Linked DNA regions of Sus scrofa: region 1 is linked to region 2. The links are chromatin contacts, called in public HiChIP or PLAC-seq maps. All regions are on one chromosome and are shown on one strand. Each heading gives the region's core, a stretch centred on a gene start, on an enhancer-like site or on the middle of the called end of the contact. The rest is flanking DNA. Distances are from core to core; before and after follow the strand shown.

Region 1 (2,700 bases), core at 16-2,515, 93 kb before region 2:
TCGCAGATGTGGCTCAGATCCCGCATTGCTGTGGCTGTGGTGTAGGCTGGCAGCTACAGCCCTGATTTGATCTCTAGCCTGGGAACTGCCACATGCCACAGGTGCAGCCCTAAAAAGACCAAAATAAATAAATAAATAATAAAAATACTTGTTACCTGGAGTTGCTGAGAGGATTAAACAAAATAATGAGCACATTAAACGAATTAATGCATAAACAGTACTCAAAGCATGGCATCTGTTAAGCACTTAGTAGTGCTATTATTGTCCTTCTGAGGACACCTTAAATATCACCCACTCCAAAGAGCCTTTTGTGCGCCATCCCCCAGCATCTCTCCATCTGCATCCCTATCACCACCCACAGCTCATTTCTTGTTTAGGTGTTTAGTGTCTGCTCTGCTCCCTTCCCTGGACTGTAACTTTCCCAAAGGCGGGGACCCTCCTGAACCAGTACTTAGTATGTTCTCAATAAGTCTTTGTCGGATGGCTATGGAAGGAATGGCGGCCAATTTCCATTGATTTCCTCCTTTCCCAGCCTTCCCATGAGCCTTGCTGGATGCTAGCACCCCAGGCCCACATGTCAGAGCAATGCTTATTTATGGTTTCCTCTTGGGAATGTGGGAAACCCAGGCAGAGGATCTGCTCTGAGAAGCCTTGGGGGCATTGGTGGCTCTCAGCCCTTAGCAGGACTCAGCATTGGTGGCTCTCAGCCCCTGGGGTTGAGCCCCCTTGGTGCCATCAGCCTCTAGTGGACGAATTGCTTCTCCTCTCTGTGCCTCCGTTCTCTCATATGTAAAACTGGGAGACTACCAATTACCTCGCAGGGCTGTTAGGAAGATTAAGTAGGATAATATATGTAAAGCAAAGCTCACTGCCTGGCTTGGAGTAATGCTCTCCAGATGGTTACTTATCATTATTGTTGTTGTTGTTAGTCCCATATCTAAGTGTCATTCTTTGAGCATGAATGTGGGTGCTCAAGGGACTTGGAGGGTGCAAGTAGTGAGGAGACAAACATAGAGAAGACAATTAGGGAAGCGAAGTGGAATGGAATAATCCAGTGTGTTTGTATTTGTGTGTGTGTGTGTGTGTGTGTGTGTATGTGTCTGGGAGTGCTGGCATGAGTCCAGAGAAGAAATCCAGCCCTTCCTCCAGACTCAGTTTTGGGGAGCCAGGTGGCATGGCTCTCCCTGCAGCAAGGAGACTGGGAGCTGCCTCCGCTCCGCGCGCAGCGCAGAACCCTCCGCAGCATAACCAAGCGTCTTGATTGTGTGCCTCTGGGATTAGGAGGCTGGAGAGGGGGACCTGCGTCCCCGCGGCTACCACGTTTCCTCCAGGCTTGGGGGAGGCCCAGGACAAGACCCTGCACCTGGGCCGCCCGCCCCTGCACAGCCGCGTGCTTCGGGGCCTTGGATGCTCCCGGAACCCCCGCGGGCGGGGCCCGCCTTCCGGAGCCGGGTTGGCGGGCGGCGCTGGGGAAAGGGCCGCTACTTTCCCAGCGTGGCGGGGCGACGTCAGGCGGAAGGGCGCGGGGCGCACACGCTTTAAATGGCATTCGCTGTCATCCGAGCTCGCAGCCGTGTGGGCAGGAGCCGGCTATATAAGCGGTGGGCCGGGCCGCCGCGGGGCAGACGGCGACAGCAGCGGCGGCGAGCGCCTCGGAGCGCAGCGGAGCAGCATCCCCCAGAGCCCCGTTCCCCACGACGGGCCCGCCTGCCCGCCCTCCCGAGGAGCGCCGACCCGGGCCCGCGAGGGCCGCCGCCACCCCACAGCAGATTTGGATCCCCCGCCCGGCGAGCCCCAGGCTGCTGCCTCCCGGGGGGCCCCGGCGCAGCGGCCGCCCCTGGAGAGCCCCGGCGCCCCGCCGCCCGGCCCCGAAGACACGGGCAGCGCCATGGCGGCCGCCAAGCCCAGCGAGCTGATGGGCATCTGCTCCAGCTACCAGGCGGTGATGCCGCACTTCGTGTGCCTGGCCGACGAGTTCCCGCAGCCCGTGCGGCCCGCCAAGCTGTCCAAGGGCAAGGGTCGGCTGCGGCGGCCGCGCCAGTCCCGCTTCAAGACGCAGCCGGTGACCTTCGACGAGATCCAGGAGGTGGAGGAGGAGGGAGTGTCCCCCATGGAGGAGGAGAAGGCCAAGAAGTCGTTCCTGCAGAGCCTGGAGTGCCTGCGCCGCAGCACGCAGAGCCTGTCGCTGCAGCGGGAGCAACTCACCAGCTGCAAACTGAGGAACAGCCTGGACTCTAGCGACTCCGACTCGGCCCTGTGAGGGGCGCCGCCCGCAGCCGGGACACACGCGCCTCGGAGGCCCGCCGGCGACCGGCGTTCGAACCCGAGAGAGCCCGCGCCCGCCTCCCCGGGGCCCAGGAAGACCGGGAACCAGCGCCCCTCGAGCACTTGGACCTTCGCTCGGCTGCGAACTGGTTGGGGCGCCTTGCGCCGCGCCGCGCTCACCCTCGGGCGACAGGGAGGGGGGCCGCTTTCTTTGCCCTTGTAAATGTTTATTTTTAAACTCCTTCCAGTACGAACTCTGCTGTGAGTGTGTGCGGGGACGCGCCCGCGCCGAGTCGCCCCGGGTCACCAGGGCTTCTCGGAGAGCAGCTCCACGCCCTTGTCCGATGGTTGCAACTCCGACTTTGCACACCGCTCCACCGTGCCCCCCAGCGCACTCCCGTTCACACTCACGCCGACACACTCTCGCTGAACACT
Region 2 (2,700 bases), core at 101-2,600:
GGCCATTCCTGTCTGCTGCACTGCCTGGGGCTGAACGCGGAGGAGGGCTGTTCCAGACTTAATGCACCTGGTGATCAATGAAGGTCTGGGGGCTGGGTCGGGGCTGGGATCGATTCTGCCCTGAGGCTGGATCCACGTACACAGTCCTGATCTTCCCCTCAGATTTACTCCTCTCATGGTTTCCTTACTTCAAAAAACTCCATCTTTGCTGTTGCTCAGGCCAAAGCCCTGCATCATCCTTGATGTCTTTCTTCCTGTCTCAGCCTATGTGTGATCAAACAGCAAATCCTATGGCTTGCCTTCCACCCAGAATCCACCTGCTTCTCACCATCCTCATACCCCCAGCCTCACTATCACCATTTCAGGCCGGGTCACTGCAGTGTCCTCCCATCTGCTCCCACCCTTGACCCTTTCCAATAGCATCTTTTCCATTTTATAATCATAGGAAGCCTTTTCGATGCTAAATCAGAGCAAGTCTTGCTCAAAACCTTGCAAAAGCTTCCTGCCACATTGGGGGACGGCCAAGGCTCTTCCAGTGGCCTACAGAGCCCACCTATTCCATCTCTGACCTCCTCCCCAAATACTCCACTCCAGCTATCCGGCCTCCTGCTGGCACATAATGCACTAAGCCTCAGGGCCTTTGCACTCACCATTCCCTCGGTCTGGAATGCTCTCTTACTGGATATCATCACGGCCCACCCTGCACTGCCTCCAGGTCTCTGCTCAGACGTCACACTATCAGAGAGGCTTTCTGTGTACCTGACAAAGCCGTTGTCTCCCACCTTGCATGCCCACCTACTTGTGACAGGGCTGACCGCCCAGTTGGTGCTCAGTCATCCTCGTTGGATGGATGACATTCTGGGTCGATGGTGTCACTGGCAGCTCTGCAGTGCAGCAGCGTCAGGAGACTTGCTGTGTGACTTGGACAAGCTGTTTGTCCTCTGTGGACTTCAGACGCCTCATCAGCACAGTGAGGCTGAAATAAGGGACTTGACAATCTTCAAAGGGTCGTCATTCGAAGCCCCTTAGAGCCCCTGCGTTGCTCGCCCTCTGGCTTGGTGAGAAGGCCCTCCAGAGGAGCCTTAGATTTTGGGCTGGATGAGGGGCCAATTAGGAAGGTGAAGGACAGAGTCTGAACTGGGGTCCCTGGGGCCGGGATGGAAGGGGTGAGGGGACGACTTCTGCAGAACACAGGCCTCTTAGAAGTGGCTCCATTGGCCTGGCTTCCTTTTTAGACACTCAAACCAGGCTCCCCTGGGCCTTGTTTGTTTTTATTTTTCTTCTTTTTATGTACTAAGGGGCTCCTCCTGGTCGTTCTCGCTGGCTGGCAATGGTCTAGCAAAGCCTAGCCCGGCCCCTTCCTTTTCTTGCTTCTAGGCAGTATTTCCTCAGGATTCTCCGGCTCCAGGAATCTGGGGAGTCCGGACCCGACCATTTCTTCCTCCTCCTCACCAGGAAGTCTCCTCTCCCCACCTCCTCCTCAGACCCCCCACCCCCACAGGCCCTCTCCTCCTGCTTCTCAAGGACACAGGCACCGGGGAGCCAAGGCCCCCTCCTTCCATCCCTCCCCTCCTCTTCTCTGAGCCCCAAAAGGGGCCGCCTGCCGCTTGGCTATTTTTATCCCAAGAGCTTTCTCAAGGAGAAGGCGGCGTGGCCCCTGAGCCAAGCACGGGGCTCTGTCCCTGTGGAAAACCTCCCCTCATGGGGAAAGAATTTAGGGGATTTTTTTTTTTTTGGGTCCTGGCTGAGATCCTTTGATTTTTGTGTGTTCCTCACTCATTTGTCAAGGTTTCAGCTGTTAATGTGTTGGGGTTTTTTTTTAAGTAGGAATGAAGGCAAAGCCAGATGGTGATTCAGGTCTGGATATCGACTCTTGTGCAACTATGATCAGCCTGAGGTTTGGGTTTTGTAAAAAAAAAAAAAAAAAAAAAAATTGTTTATCTCATTTCTGTCAATAGCAGAATGGAAACAGCATGGTGTAATGGAAAACTGGCTGGCCAAAAGGCAGGGCTGCGGGTGTGGGGGCAGAAGTAATACGTTTTGAACCCCCACTAGCTGTGTGACTCCAGGCAAGTGGCTTCATCTCTCTGAGCCTCATGCCTTCACTTGTAAAGTGGAGGTTCAGATACCAGCTTTATGAGCATTGGGGAAGATGAAGTGAGGTAACTGTGTGTAAAGGGCTTGGAGCAGAGAAAAAAATAAATGCTAGCTTGTCATCCCCCAACCCCCCCAATTCCTTCTGTGGAGGCTCCCAGGTCAGGTCAGTTCCTGAAGAGCCAGGTGTCTGTCTGGCTCCCCCAGGCATGTCTGCGGAGGTTCCTGCGCTTTTGTTTTCTTTGTCGTTGGAGTTTCCCTCTTCTGTGGCCTTAGAGCTTCTGAGCTCTGGATGGTAGTAACCTTTGCAGATGTCTTTTCTCCTGAGAGGAAAATGGCTGGAGAGAAACAAAAGGAAGCATCAGGCTGAGGCTCCGTGGGTTCGAATCTCAGCTTTGCAACGTGTTAGTTCATGTCCTCCGAGAAGCAGACACCAAACTGGGATTCAAAATGCAACGTGTGGAGTTCCCGTCGTGGCTCAGTGGTTATCGAGTCTGACTGGGAACCATGAGGCGGTGGGTTCAATCCCTGGCCTCGCTCAGTGGGTTAAGGATCCGACATTGCCATGAGCTGTGGTGTAGGCCAGGTCTGGCGTTGCTGTGGCTC

The links. HiChIP or PLAC-seq counts read pairs in DNA pulled down with a chosen protein or histone mark.
Region 1: a contact with region 2 is called in an H3K27ac HiChIP or PLAC-seq map of skeletal muscle, with 6 times the contacts expected there. The contact joins the promoter of C2H11orf96 here to the enhancer-like site in region 2. A contact is called at or near these places in 9 of 47 Hi-C or Micro-C datasets (alveolar macrophages, embryonic fibroblasts, liver and 5 more) and 1 of 2 datasets of contacts at active chromatin or transcription factors (skeletal muscle).

Annotation. Positions count from the first base shown.
Region 1 is chr2:18,392,476-18,395,175 of Sscrofa11.1, reverse strand. C2H11orf96 reads left to right here and starts at 1,265. Exons shown (of 1, transcript XM_021085053.1): 1 at 1,265-2,700. The coding sequence starts at 1,265. The coding sequence ends at 2,260. All of the region lies in intron 1 of ACCSL (probable inactive 1-aminocyclopropane-1-carboxylate synthase-like protein 2), which reads left to right.
Region 2 is chr2:18,299,496-18,302,195 of Sscrofa11.1, reverse strand. The region is part of intron 1 of ACCSL (probable inactive 1-aminocyclopropane-1-carboxylate synthase-like protein 2); the gene reads left to right. It overlaps LOC110259274 (a long non-coding RNA gene), which reads right to left. Exons shown (of 2, transcript XR_002341492.1): 2 at 1,813-2,432. Among named protein-coding and RNA genes, the nearest start is that of ACCS, 34 kb to the right of the region's middle. Within about 2 kb of position 1,350, at least 22 of the 83 cell types and tissues checked have an H3K27ac peak or open chromatin away from gene starts, as enhancers often do. A contact at or near this core is called in retroperitoneal adipose tissue, skeletal muscle and subcutaneous adipose tissue, where this site is marked.